Regions from separate parts of the Mus musculus genome. Here region 1 is linked to region 2. A link is a contact called in public Hi-C data. All regions are on one chromosome and are shown on one strand. Each heading gives the region's core, a stretch centred on a gene start, on an enhancer-like site or on the middle of the called end of the contact. The rest is flanking DNA. Distances are from core to core; before and after follow the strand shown.

Region 1 (7,155 bases), core at 3,413-5,912, 4.9 Mb before region 2:
AAATATTTTGACTTGAGAGGGTTTGCTCTGAATATTTTAAGTTAATATGTACTAGTATTACACATACTCATTCAGAAATGTGCCATGACAATATCACTTGCTGTGGTGGTTTGAATAGGAATGGCCCCTGTGGTCTCATATATTTGAATGCTTGGTCATCTGGGAGTCACACTACTTGAGAAGGATTAGGAAGTACTGGCATGTTGGAGGATGTACGTCACTGTGGGTGGGCTCTGAGTTTCTCCTCGCTGCCTGAGGATCTGCATGTGGATCCAGCATGACGTCTGCCTTCCTGCCACCTGCCACCGTGTTCCCAGTTATGATGATAATGGACTAAACCTCTGAAACTAAGCAAGTCTCAAGTAAATGCTTTCTTTTCTAAGAGTTGCCATTCATGATGTCTCTTCGCAGCAACAGAACACTAAGACACTGGCCTGATTTGGGGAGTGTGGTGTAGGAGTATTCTTACCAAAGAAATCACCCCATCTCCCTTTAAAGGCATAGGCTGTTCTAATTTACTTTTTTTTTTGCTTTAAGTTGTAAAACGAACCTATGAATCTGACAGGAGAGATGAGGCTCTTATATCACAAACACTAAGAGAGAAAAGGCTCCTGACTTGTTGGTTTCATCTTACCCTCCTTCTCAGAAATAGCAACTGTTAATAGTTTAGTGTTTGTTTTCCATTTCTGAGGCTACTTGACATTCCTGGGTGTGAGATCACATGGGAATACAACTTATGTATGTATATAGGTAACAAATATGCACATTAGCTACAGTATGTGTAAAACATGTCTATATAACACATATGATAAATATTATAATATACATGTGTACGAGGAAGGTTTGTCCCTGCCCCTGAAGTTAGGATAGCTGATAGAGATGCTTTGGGTCTTTAGTTCACAGAATTCAACAAGTCAAAACTCTCTAAGTTCAGGTGTCATTTTCTGAGCCCAATAGTACAATTAGTCACTCACCCTCACGGACTTGCTCCTTCTTTTGTATAGACAGACTTTCAGCTTAACCCAATATTTTAACCCTGACACACTCTTTTCTAACTGGATATATAGTTTCTGAGGTGTTTCTTTTCCCCTGTAAATCCTACTATCAACAAGTGTGGCACCTGAAATGCCTGGGAGGAAGGTGCCTGGATGAAGATACAGCCCACTGAACCCTCCTTTCCACAGAGTGCGAGCCAAGCCCTATTGGCTTTTCACAGACAGCTGATAAATGGGATAAGGAGATATTGTCCTTGATTAACAAGAAGGAATGAAAAAAGACCTCAAACATGTTGCCAATAAGTATGCACTAAATAAAAGACAAAGTTGAAGGAAAAAAGAAAGAGATGCTGCTGGGTTTGTGCCTACAGTTAAAGTCTACACTGTATTAGAAGGCGGGTCCATCTACCCCAGTGTAAATCTGAGATGGCTCTAGAGAGCCTGGAATAGGATTCCCCTCACTGTGCATACCATGGAGTCCTTCTGTTAACAACCTACTCTGCATTCTTCTATGATTGATTCTAAGACCTCCGTAGCTTCAACTTCCACACACATCCACCTTGGAGATTCCAGTCCCAGAATTCCTGAAGAACGTCCTTTTCTGCACAGAAGATATTTTTGAAGCATTCTAGTGTAAGAGTTTGTAAACTATGGCCCAGTACCTGTTTTGTAAATAAAGTTTTATTTGAACACAGATATGCTCCTTTGCTTATATTGCCATGGCTGCTTTCTTACAGTAGCAGCATAAGAACTGAATGGTTGTGGTTTTTGCTGTCTGGCTTTTCACACACACACACACACACACACACACACACACACACACATGTTGATCAATATTAGTATATTTTAAATACAGCCTTCCCTGTCCCCATCTACCAAAAATTTGGAAGACTTGAATAAAACACCTCATACCTAATATCTTTGTTCAGGCAAAGGAGTCTGACTTTGCCAAAAAAAACAAAAAGAAAAGAAAGGAAGGAAGGAAGGAAGGAAAGAAGGAAGAAAGAAAGAAAGAAAGAAAGAAAGAAAGAAGGAAAGAGAGAAAAGAAAGAGAAAAGAAACCAAATTAAATGCACCTTGGCTCCAACAGCAGCAGTGTGCTGGTAAATGTTTAGCAATTTGTTCCCAGGTAGAAAAAAACTCATACATGGAGTGCTGGATGATTTCCATGTTGTAAATAAATATTCTCATTATGGTCCATTTCAAGCTACAGAAATGTAACACTGCTGAACACAGAGTTGAGAAGACACGTGCACAAACACTAGCATAAATCTCTCTCAGGAAACCATGGGTGTTTGGGACACCTACTAACCACAGTCTAGTTGGAAAGTCAGAGACACGAAAGTTCTGAGAGATGAAGTAACCTTCACAATGCGAGGCCAAGAACGGACACAGGTTGGGAGGGACTTTCCTATGCAGACTCTAGTGGTCGCATGAGGAGGTATCTGCTCCTAAAAGACAGGAGATTGGAGCAAACAAGACAAACAATGTTGTTTGTCGGGGAAAAGGTAATAAATACCATTTATTTTAATTGTCATCTTTACATGTAGGCCTCTGGTTTCCTTTGCATGTGCTTTTTTTGATGCACACCTTCCTAGCAGGTATTGCTTTCTTACATGACCGTGTTTCATGTACACATACAGGCAGGAAATGATCTCAACTGGACGGTACTTACCTATGCTCTTGACTGTAAATTCCAGACAGGCCCTTCACCTTCTAAAATCATTCATTTCCCAAGGTCCAGAAGAGTTGGAGCTGAGATAAACATCTACTCAAGGATGAATAAGAGAGGCTCCAGTATCAACAATGTGTATAACAAGAACACAAGGGCTCAGATCCCAGCCCCCTTCTCCCGACTGTGGGAGCAACAGCATGAGGACAATCATTTCTAATGTATTACTTAAAGTGCTGAAGCTGCTCAATCAGAACACAATAGCCTCTTTGGGTAGAGGATTAAGAAACTTGTTTGCTTTGAGGTATACATTTTTTGATAATATGTATATAACTTCTATCTCAAATTCCTGTAGACAGCATGAAACAAAGGAAAGACTCTAATGCAGGGTTCCATCTATCACACACAGACACAATGGGCAACTGCTTTCCAGTGGCAGAGGCAGGACCACACACAGAGCTCACCAGGAATGTGGAAGTGGCAGAATTCGGAGACTGGGACACCATACTTCAACAGACCCAAGGCTAGAAACCCCCAACAGAACTGAACACAGGGATAAGGAGGCAAAAACATGCCACCTGGTGTTTTAGACATGACCTCTCAACTGCTTGGTAATCTTACAGCAACCCCTACACATTTGGCATGGTCTAGTCACACCCACCTCCCTGAACTCACAGGTCTGGTGTGCTACATCAGGTTTACACACATCAACTCAGCAGGCACAGAAACAACCAAGGCACACATGAACATCACCCAAAGCCACCACCAACTGTGGGGATCTCGTATTCCGTTGGAAAGTGAGGTCCAGAGTGCTCCTGGGTATCAGAGGTTAACTCCTCCACGGTGCGGAATGGAAGAACCATAAATAAAGTGGCAAACCCAGTGAACTATGCCTCCTAAGCACTGGCTACTTCGGTGGTTCTAAAGTATGCTGCAGAGAAACACAGGCGCAGGTGTTTGGACGGTCAAAACCACTCTTTAAGCAATACAATGTTACATTTTCACCAATATACTTAAAAGTCTTCAGAAGCTACATGACCTGTCATACTGCAACAGGCTGAGTGTCTTCTAAGCAGAGATTTGCAGGAAGGTTAAAGAATGCCATTCTTAATAACAGTGTTTTGGAAACTACAGAATCGGTCTATCTGAATTAAGTATATTAAGTGTCTATACGCTGTATTTATACACTGCAAAAATCAATAGGTACAATCTATATAACAAAGGTTCTTTAGGCGCGCTGCCGGTCCTAAATGCAAAAGTTCGGCAACTTCTGCTGGGAGGCTGTCATGCGTGCTGCAGGGAGATCTGCGGTTCTAGTGCACTGGGCTGGCCAGAGTGGTACAGTCCCGTTCTCCTTGGGTTTCTCAATCAATCACCTTGGACTCTATGCCCTTCCACTGAGGGGGCTCTTACCCTCACCCCGCCTGCCTTCGCCCCGTGCTGGGGACTCCAATCTGCCGGGCACAATCGTTCCTTTCTATCCCGTGGGCTGGGCCTGGCACAATGACACCCCGGCGGTGCGGCCCTCACACCAAGGCGAGAACTCCCGGGGCGCCGAGTAGAGCCACTCCCAGTCCAGAGCGACGCAGGCTGGGGAGCGAGTAGAGAGGTCACCCCAGGAGCCAGCTCCACCGCCTCCCCGCAGCTCTCCCCGTGTCCTCGGGTCTGCACCCGTGGGAAAGGCCTGCACGGACGCCCCGGGGCCGCGTGGTACTCACCGCTCACAGTGCAGTTCCCGGAGCACACAGGCGGGTGCTAGCAATGTCCCAGGCCGACTCCGCGCTCCTCCCACTGAGCGGTCCTCCGGACGCTCCGGCAGCGAGGCGGGACCGGTGGAGAGCGGGCCGGAACCAGCTGCTGCGGGAGAGGGGCGGGGCCCGGGCCTCACTCCGCCCCCCGAGGGGCGGAGCCTGGGCACCTCCTCCCTCTAGAAGCTGCAAGCGATGGCTGAAGCTTGCAGTCTAGTCCGGGTGCGCCCTCCCTTCGGAACCTTCCGATCTTGGCAGATGGGCGGAGTCTAGGGCCTATTCCGCCCCAAGGCCCAGATCTGACTTGAGGTTGCGGCCAAGGGGCAGAGCTTGGGAACACCTCTTCTTTCCAGAGCCTGAAGGCAGACCATACCGAGGGACGAGTCCCAGGCCCCTACATGGCCAGGTTTAGGGGCTGGGCACCGTCCCACCCCTAGAACAAGAGACTCGTGGCCACGGACGGGGGCGGAGCCTAGGACCTGCTCCACCCCTCTGTACCTCCTAGGCCCGAAGGCCCGAAGCTGAAGGCTATTGATCTTCGTGGCTCCTCCCCATAGGCGGGAGAAACTGGGCCCCGAGGCTGCATCTAGCTTTGCTAGTGGCTCAGTCCCAGGAAGTGTAGAGCCGATTTCTAGGCTTTTCCTCTTTTGGAGCGTGGAGAAGGCTGACTGTCCCTCACGAGGGGCAGAGTGTGACATGTAACTGCCTGACTAACGTAGGGAGCCTTAGGATTTCTGTTGCTGCGATGAAACGCCATGACCAAAAAGCAAGCTGAGGAGAAAGGGGTTTATTTGGCTTACACTTCCAATTCACTGGAGGAAGTCAGGACAGGAACACAAGCAGGGCTAGAACCTGGAAGCAAGCACTGATGCAGAGGCCGTGGGGGTGATGCTTAATGCCTTGCTTCCATGCCTTGCTCAGCCTGCTTTATCATAGAACTCAGGACTACCAGCCTAGGTGAGACCACTCACCATGGGCTGGGCCCTCTCCCATTGAGAAAATGGTGAGAAAATGCCTTACAGCTGGATCTCATGGAGGCATTTTCTCAACTGAGACTCCTTCCTCTCTGATGACTAATTTGTGTCAAGTTGGCACACAAAACGCCACCTTTCTTTTAAATGCTGGGTGGTAAGTACGTTTTCTGAGTGCCTCTTCCAGTGTCCCCCACCTCCTCCACCTTGCCCTTCACTTCCTATTCCTACCCCAACTACTGTTTTGTTTTAGATTTCTTCCCGAGGGTTTAGTTGTTTGGGGTTTTTGGTTTGATTTTTGAGTCAGATACTCATGGGCCCCAGGCAGGCTTAGAGCTCATTGTTTGGTGGAACTCCCCAGACCTTGGACTCCCTACATCTACCTTTAAAGTGCCGGGACTGCAGGTTCTGTCCCACCACACCCAGCTCTTATAAAAGGCAGTTTCTCCGTTATTACTAGCTCAAAGCACAGGAAGTATACATCAGGAGCACACTTCAACATGTCTGTAGCTTACACAGAATGCAAACTTTCTATATATAAAACTTGGTTTTAGCCTACAGCAACCCATTAATTACAGCACATGCTGTCCACCGATCTAAAGTCTGAGCTGTGAGACTGAGTGGGGGTTCCGTCCATGCTTAGCAGTTTAGCCTCTCAAGTCAATGTGAATTTGGAAACATGATTGATTAGCTCTAGATGAAAGGATGTAAGGTTTTGCTGCCCAGATCATTTGGAAATTCAGTGTAGGCTTCTACATTGAGTTAACACGAACGAGCATCATATAGGGAGAATGACTAGTAACTAGTATGTCAAGCACTTGGCTAGCGATGGGTTTTGCTGCTCTAGGTTGCTCCCTTAGTGTTGAAGGCCCTGAGTTCCAGGAACTCATCACAGGGTGGATTTGAGTTCCAAGCTGTCCAAGCCTAAGGCTGGTTATTCCAGGTACTCAGGGCAGAGGTGTATTGCTCTTGCTTCCTTCTGCTCTGCAGCAGGTAGAGTTATAACTCCTGATCTTTGGCTGAGACCAAGCTTTACAGTCTCTGCTTTTTGTTCTTCAGAGCCCCTGCCTGTCTTTACACTTTTGCTATTCCTATATAGTCATAGTTTCTTGCATTTTCTTTGGAAACCCTTTAACCACTCCCTAGTGTTATAGTTCAGAGCTCTTGAAGGGCTCGGGAACTCTTAGCTGCCTTCTGTGTTGTTGCTCTGAGCTTTGGCCGTTGGGGTCTCTTAGATCTTGATGACTCTGGAATGCTTCAGCTACCTCATCATTGCCAATGCCAGTGCTGCTGTCTGTGCCATCAGATATGGAAGTCGCATTTTCCTCCATACAACCTGCCTAGCTTGATTAAGACTGTAGACAAAGAGATTATTTGTTAGGTGTTGTGCTAGGCCTAATATTGCAATCCCAGAAGAAGTCTCGAAGATTAAAAAAACAATTAGGGGAAACAGTCTTCTCACATAGCCGGAAGGGGACTATGACATACTTGTGTATGGACTGTAATTCCACCAACCACAGCCCCTGCATGTGCATAGTTCTACCTTACCAATCACAAGTGCTGCATAAACAAACTGACAAGCTTTACTTAAGAACCAATCACAGCAAGCCCCACATTGCACCAATCACAGTTTGTTTTTCTTCCCGAGTCAGTAGAGAGTTACTCTCTTCTCCAGTCTGGAGGAAGAACTAACTTCCCAATGAGCAGACTCATCTAGAATTTACTATCTCTGTTTTATGGAGAACAGAGTCTTCCAAAGCCAGTGCAGT
Region 2 (7,328 bases), core at 924-3,423:
ATTATTTGTAAAGTTTGAGAGGACAGGGTTAAAAATCTATCACACCAATATCATGAATCATATTTCTACATACAGTTAGCATCATTTTCTCTTTGGTTCTCTGGAGGAAAGATGTATTCTACCTTACACCTTTCAGGCAATACAACAATTATGAACCAGCATACCTACTTATTATTTTCTTCCTGATTAATAAAAGTTAGCTACAATCCAATTAAAATATATAGGCTACTTTACCTATGCCTAAGTAATTGTTCCATCTGATGTGAAGAAAAAGGTCTCCACTCATTGATCACAAAATATAAGTTGTATCATGGTTTATTTCATTTCCTGTGGTCATACAATATTTTAGATCGTGATGTTTCATTTTTTTCTCCAAAGAGAGAAAAAGAGAGGAATATGGTAGGGACCAAACCCAGGGAGTCACACATGCTAGGCAAGCCCTCTACCCACGAAGCTACATCCCTAGTCCTTTCTTGGTTTGATTATTTTTTTTAAATAAAACATTTATTCTAGGACTGATATTACACAAAATAAGTTATTTGAGGGACACTGTTTTTGTCTCTAGGTAAAATTTTGAAGGAAAAAAAAAACACTAAGAAGGTATATTCCTTCAAAGTTCCAGTCTTATTCTGAAGTGTAATGTTATGTTAGTTTGACTCACAGACAGGTTTTAAAGAAGGGCTTACTTCAAGAGGACACCAAACAAATACCTTCTATTCCTAGTGGGCTCTGGAATCACAGAAAACTGACCCAATCAATTACATTGATAGCTCTGGCTTACTACAGACAAGCAAATTATCTTAAGTGTGCATGCATGCGCGTGTATGTGTGTTAGTACCTAACACCCACCTGGGAACTTTTCAGCTTTTCAGTGTGGGATATAGTATAAACGTCTATTCCTCGTGTTGTGGATTAGCTGACTGGCCTCACTCAGCTGCCTTCCTTACCTGCAAACTCACCCACTTTGACTACAGCATCGCACTCTTAACCCTAGCCTTCCAAACATGGTCCTATGCTATTTCTGTGTGTCTGGATGTATTTTTAACTCTCAGATGTATACTTCATTTATGAGATATACATCTGAAGACCACGGTACAAAACACTGTAAGAACTTGATAGAATGACAACTGCTAGGTAAAAAAAAAAAAAAAAAAAAAAAAAAAAAAAAAAAAAAGCATACAATACCTGGTGAGAGTTCTATTTTTACCGAAGGTGGTATTGATAGGTATTCTGTTATTAATGCCTTTCTTTTCCCTATAAATGATGAAAAGTTGCTGGAAAATAATAAACACTACTCATCTGTAGTGAAAAGCCACAATACAGTTACAAACCAATCAATCAATCAATAAATCAGACGTCATGGTGTTCTTTTCCCAAAGGTTAAAAAACAAAGTGCACTGTGCTATTTGGCAAAAATGACGTTTAGAAGAAAACACGGTGACTACGCACAGAGGGTGGGGGAATCATTGTGCTTGTTGCGGAGTGAACACGTACAGTGTGCACGCAGACTTACGGCATTTAACCGTGTCATAGGGACCAAAGGAAATCCACTCACTCACTAAATATTTGTTGAGCACCCACTACCTGCCAACTCCCAAACAAAACAAAGCAAAACTACTTACAACCACAAACTACGCTTCGTAACCTAGATAGATAACGCAGGTGACACTATCTATCTAGGTTGAGCTCAGCTCTGCCCATGCTTTTCCTGAGCGGCTCTTGGAAGAAAAGCTACAAAGCCCATGACAGCCTCCGCCTGGCCAGCTGCCACTGGCATCTCAAGGCTGGCAAAGCAAAGTGAAAGCGCCAACCCGGAACTTACGGAGTCCCACGAGGGAACCGCGGCGCGTCAAGCAGAGACGAGTTCCGCCCACGTGAAAGATGGCGTTTGTAGTGACAGCCATCCCAATTGCCCTTTCCTTCTAGGTGGAAAGTGGTGTCTAGACAGTCCAGGGAGGGTGTGCGAGGGAGGTGCGTTTTGGTTGCCTCAGCTCGCAACTTAACTCCACAACGGTGACCAAGGACAAAAGAAGGAAACAAGACTGCAGAGATCCGCACCGGGGAGCCCTGCAGATTCTGGGTCTGCTGTGGACTGGGGGCGGGACTGCGACTGGGCGGGCCTGGGGGCGTGTCCGGGGCGGGGCGGTCCCGGGGCGGGGCCCGGAGCGGGCTGCGGTTGCGGTCCCTGCGCCGGCGGTGAAGGCGCAGCAGCGGCGAGTGGGTGAGTGAGACGCGCGGGCGGAGGGGGGCTGCTGCCACGGTCGGCTCGCGGGCCGGCCGGCTCCGGGTACCAGCGGGGTTTTTTTCTCCTTCGAGGTGAACTCCTCCCTGTCCCCCGGGCGAAAGAGCCCTTGGCCTTGCAGGAGTTGCGGGGGCCGCGGCGGTGCGGAGGGGATGGGGATGGGCCTCATCTTTGCTGTCCGCCCGCGCTCCCCGATCCCGACCCGGAGCGTCTCCCGGGCCCTTGAGGGAACCCTCCGGGAGTACGGCGAGCGCGGCCCCCACCGCCACAAGCCTGGGCCCCAGGGGCCTGGCCCGGCGACAGCTGGTGGGTCCTGCGACCCAGTCAGGTCTCCCGAGGGTCCCCGCCCGGGAGGAGAAAGCGCCGGTGGGATGGAGTAAGGACGGACAGAACAACACGCAGGCAGGATTTCGCAGAAGTTTGCAAGGAGTGCGGATGCCCACTTACATGGGCTGCTACTCTTACCAGGTTGTTCCCCAGTTCTGTGGGACGTGACCTGGTTGCCTCACAGCTCCGCGGTTGTACAGACTTATTAAAGGAAGTGACCATTGTGACTTGGGCATCACTTGACTGATGGTAATCAGTTGCAGAGAGAGAAGTGCACTGATTAAGTCTGTCCACACAGGGTCTGTCTGGCCAGGAGTGCATTTGCCTGGGAGGGATTGGTTGCGCTTTCTGGTGTGGGGACTATTAGGCTCTTGTAGAGTTTTGTCCCGGCAGATGGATAAATTTCTTGTTACACTGTTCCCGTTCGTCACCAGTTGAGAAAAACGGGTACACAGTCTGTCTCAGTAGTACTTTTACTTTATATTAAGGGCCCAAAAGGGACTGGAAAATACTTTAAGATAGAATCGTTAGTCCACTTGGAAAACTTAAAATATGAGAGAGAGAGGGGGGGGGGAGAGAGAGAGAGAGAGAGAGAGAGAAAGGAAGGAAGAAGGAGGAAGAGGAGGAGGAAAGAGATTGAGATTATGTTAATAATATGGAATCAGAATATTTGAAATATAGTAAGCGTCCCCTCAGTTAAAGAGGACATTCCAGGAGGCCCCCAGTATAGCCTGAAATCTCAGGAAACGCCTACATACACCCATCGTGTGGATATAGGTGTTTTCCCTTCATTACATTTCATACACAGATGTTAAAGTTTAGAAAGTAGGCACAATAAGAGATTACAAATAACTGATAATAAAGTCGAGCCATTGCAGCTGCTCTGTAAAAGTCCTGTGAATGTGATCGCTTTGTGTTTCAAAGTAACTTACTGTACTTCACCCCTGTTAAGCAAAACAAGATTCACCTGAACGCAGGCACCTTGGTACCTTGGCAGACACCAGATCTGATAACCAAGAGGATGGAGAAGTAGTGGCAGACAGTGTGGAGAGCATGAATATGCTAGACAAAAGGGTGAATCATAACCTAGGAGCAGAAAGCAGGTATTTCATCATCCTCCACAGTAAAAACCTATGTCACGTAAAAAACCTACAAGTAGTTTTTCTTTTACTCTTTTTGAATGAAAGCTTGCTACAGGCACTGAAAGTTAAAATAATCTGTGGATCAGGAGGAACAGGGGTTTTCTGTCTGAGTCACTGCTGACTAGCACCTCAGTGACCATTGGCACTGTGGGAAACCCCAGAGTCAGTTGGAAACTTCGAAACTAAAGGTGACGGTGTTCTTATTTCATAGAACACAAAAAATAAGAGGGGTTACAGCCTGCGCTGCAGACTGGACATTCAACAAGCATTTAAATTTCTGGGAGACAAATGTAAATATAACTTTAAAAGTTGGTAAAATACTCTGTTTGGCTATGTTGGCCATCCAATGTTTGCTTTTAGAAAATGACTGAATGGATAAAACGTCTATCTTTTGAGCCTGCCCTAGACCCCCATGTTGAGTGAATACTGTCCAAGTGTTAGGTTAGCCGGCCTGAGAAACTTGGATCTAGGCAAGATGGCACAGTCCTGGTGTCATGAGTATGCATGTGAGTTTTGGCTGAAATTGAACATTTGTAGAGAATGACAAAGGCTGGTCTGGCAAGTAGTCCACTGTCTTTACAGTGGTCTTGGTTAGTTCCTGTTTGGCTGAGAGGGCTGGTTGATGGCTGTCCTGCCCCTCTTCCCACAAGTGGAAGCCTTATGGTATAATTCTTGATCACAGTAGCAGTAGGCAAATGAACTTCCTCAAAGCAGCCTGGAAAGCTGATTTTTTTTTCTTTCTTTCTCTTTTTTTTTTTTTTTTCACAAGGTTAAAGAAAAAACAAAGGGCTTCAAATGTGCCAGTCTGCTAACAGTGTTAACATGTTTATTAACATAAATAAACTTTATTAGTTTTTGGAAGTATTGGTTAAGCCCTCGTGACCCCTGAACTCGGTTTATAGAGTGATGAGTCGTAGCCTCACTCTGGTTTGGACTCTGGCTTCTCTCAGAAGACTCTGTGGCTAATGTTAACCTTCTGAAGTAGCCAGAAAACATATAAGCAAAAGTCTGTGAGGTTGAAATGAATTTTTTGGCCACATTTGTATATGGGTTCCCACCAATGCTAACTTCAGGTGTTAGTAATATCAGACTCACAGCTTCCCTGATTACACTTCGCTATAAGACTTTATTTTTTAGGTCATAGGAATTTCCCCTTTTTCATGATTCCTAAATCATGAAATAACATAGTCTAAAAATACGGTATTCCTGAAATAAACAATTTCTAAGTTTTAAGCTGCGTGCTATTCTGAACAGTCTGATGCCCTCTTGTAGCTTTTACTGTGTCCTACCCCGGGCATGGTTGATTCCTTTGTCCAAACATCTGTCTGTTGTATCCACACTGGATTGCACCACCTGCGTGCTAGTCAGTCACTCAGACATTTTAGTTATAAGGTAGCTTATATTTACTCCTTATTTTATTTAATAATGGCCTCATAGCAAGGCGGTAATGATACTGGTAATTTGGGTTTGCTTAAGAGGAGCCATGAAGTAGTTTTAAATGAAAAGGTGAAAATTCCCACTATAGTTTGGAGGGGGAGGCTATACTGGTACTACTACGATTCACGGTAAGACTAAATCTTCTGTGAAATTATGAAGGAGAAAAAGTTACACTGGTCTGGTCTTGCTGTTGGATTAATTTTATAGTTATAACCACTGTACATGATAAATAACCCTAAAACAATGAATTTGTAGGTGGATGGCATAATCTGAAAACCATGTTCTGAGCAGTTGATGGCAGCAGGCTGTGCTGGAAGTGTTAGGCATATTTATAGATTTCAGCCCAAGTTCTGAAGAGGCTGGAGAGATGGCTCAGTGGTTAAGAGTGCTTGCTATTGCAGAGGACCTAGGTTCCTCTACAGGCACCAGGCAAGCGTGGGACACACTGAGATACATACAGACAAAACATAAAATTAAATAAATTGTGCATAATAATACTAGTAATATATGAGTAAAATAAGGATAAATACACATCATAATTAAATAAATAAATTGTAAAGTTCCCTAGAAGTGAGGGTCACCAAGCCATTCACAAGATGGCTGCGCTGATGCAGGGATATATGTGAACTAGAAAAAGGTCAAACTTAACAGAGAAGTTCCAAGGCATGCTACTGCAGGCTTGGCTAGCATGCTTGACCTGCAGAAATGCTGACGGCCACTGGGAGGTTTTCACAAATGAGGAATTAGAAGAACTTTTTTTACTAATCTCCAGAAAAAAAAAAGGGAAGAAGAAACTGAAGCAGCCTGTGATGTGGACCAGAAACGCAGTGACAGTAACATGTGTGACATTGCAAAGGCATGAAAGGACAGAGCTGTGGAATACAGACCTCAGGTGGAGCTCAGCATAGAGTCATTCGGGGATTATGCCTGCTGCAGCAACAAAAGGATGAGCTCAAAAGAGACACCGACTTCTGAATGCAGTGGGTGTTTGTTTTGTTTTGTTTCAAATGAATTGGGCAGAAAACTTTCCAGCTGTGGAAGCTTCTGAACCGTCCCTTGCTGCTGACATCTAAGCGTCCGCTGTGTCCCAGCTCAGTGATCTAGGGTCTTCCAAACAGATGGTCCGGTGCTGAGCACTTTGAATCTCAATCCTGAGTTTCTACCACGCCTTTGGCCATTTAATTCCCAGATAAAAGACACATACAACCTTTATATTTATAATAAACCTTAGTCAGCACAAGAGCTGAGCAAATATCTGTCCTCTATGCTATTATATCTATTACCCAGCCAATAACCCCATTCTATAATTTGCTGTGCTTCATCTGGGCTGCTCTTAACTTCAGTCAGCCAGCCCACGTGGCCATTATTTTAAGATTTTTTTACCCCATAGTGTCTTCTCACTTTACTTTACATTTTTCTCTCTCTCCTCATGGTTCTCCTCTGACCCCAAGCCTAGGAACCCTAAACCCCACCCATGTCTCTTCTGCCCATCTATTGGCTGTAGGCATCTTTATTCACCAATCAGGATAACTTGGAGGCAAGGTTAAGTAGTCTCCTGGGTCTAGGTGCTGTCTCTGGGAGCAACCAGTATTTAGCATAGCAAAAGACCAGACCTCCACAATGATCACTCTGACCATCGGGGCAGAAGGCACCTACTAGCCTGTGCCACTCACCTCACTTTGTTGAATCACATCTTATCCTGTAGTGTGTATCACTGCCTGTTATCACAGGAAAAAGTGAGTCCCATCAAATAAGATGTTTCAGAAAGAGACCATGTTCATATAATTATCATTCTGGTAAGCTTTTAATGGTTATATTTTGTTATTAATCTCTTTGTTCCTATTTTGCAAATTATACCTTACAGTAAATATATATGCATCCAATGGGGTCTTTGAATTCCTCCCCGGGGAGTAGGAGGACTCTTTGAGGATGGGCTGCATTTAAAGCTAAACAACGCAACATGACCTTTAGTCCTTATAGATAGCCTAGAGATGAGACTAAATAAAAGAAATGGTATATAATGCTTTAAGTTTCCCAATCAGCTTAAAAGCTTTTCCTATAAATCTTTAAGATTATGCTCTGGGGCTCAATACTGCTTCAAGAAGGGCTTTTCTTTTGTATTTAGAATTATTCACCTTTTTAAACAAAAGGAGAAAATGGAATAGAAATATGTTTGCAAC

What was found. Hi-C and Micro-C count contacts between places; a contact is called where the count stands out from the background.
Region 1: a Hi-C map of regulatory T cells shows a contact between it and region 2, with 11 times the contacts expected there. The contact joins the promoter of Aco1 here to the promoter of C9orf72 in region 2. A contact is called at or near these places in 6 of 39 promoter capture datasets (the C10 cell line, cranial neural crest, frontonasal cranial neural crest and 3 more) and 6 of 484 Hi-C or Micro-C datasets (CD4 T cells, LSK cells, cortical neurons and 3 more).

The regions. Positions count from the first base shown.
Region 1 is chr4:40,140,772-40,147,926 of GRCm38.p6, reverse strand. Aco1 (aconitase 1) reads right to left here and starts at 4,662. Exons shown (of 21, transcript NM_007386.2): 1 at 4,386-4,662.
Region 2 is chr4:35,220,681-35,228,008 of GRCm38.p6, reverse strand. It overlaps C9orf72 (C9orf72, member of C9orf72-SMCR8 complex), which reads left to right and starts at 2,173. Exons shown (of 11, transcript NM_001081343.2): 1 at 2,173-2,221.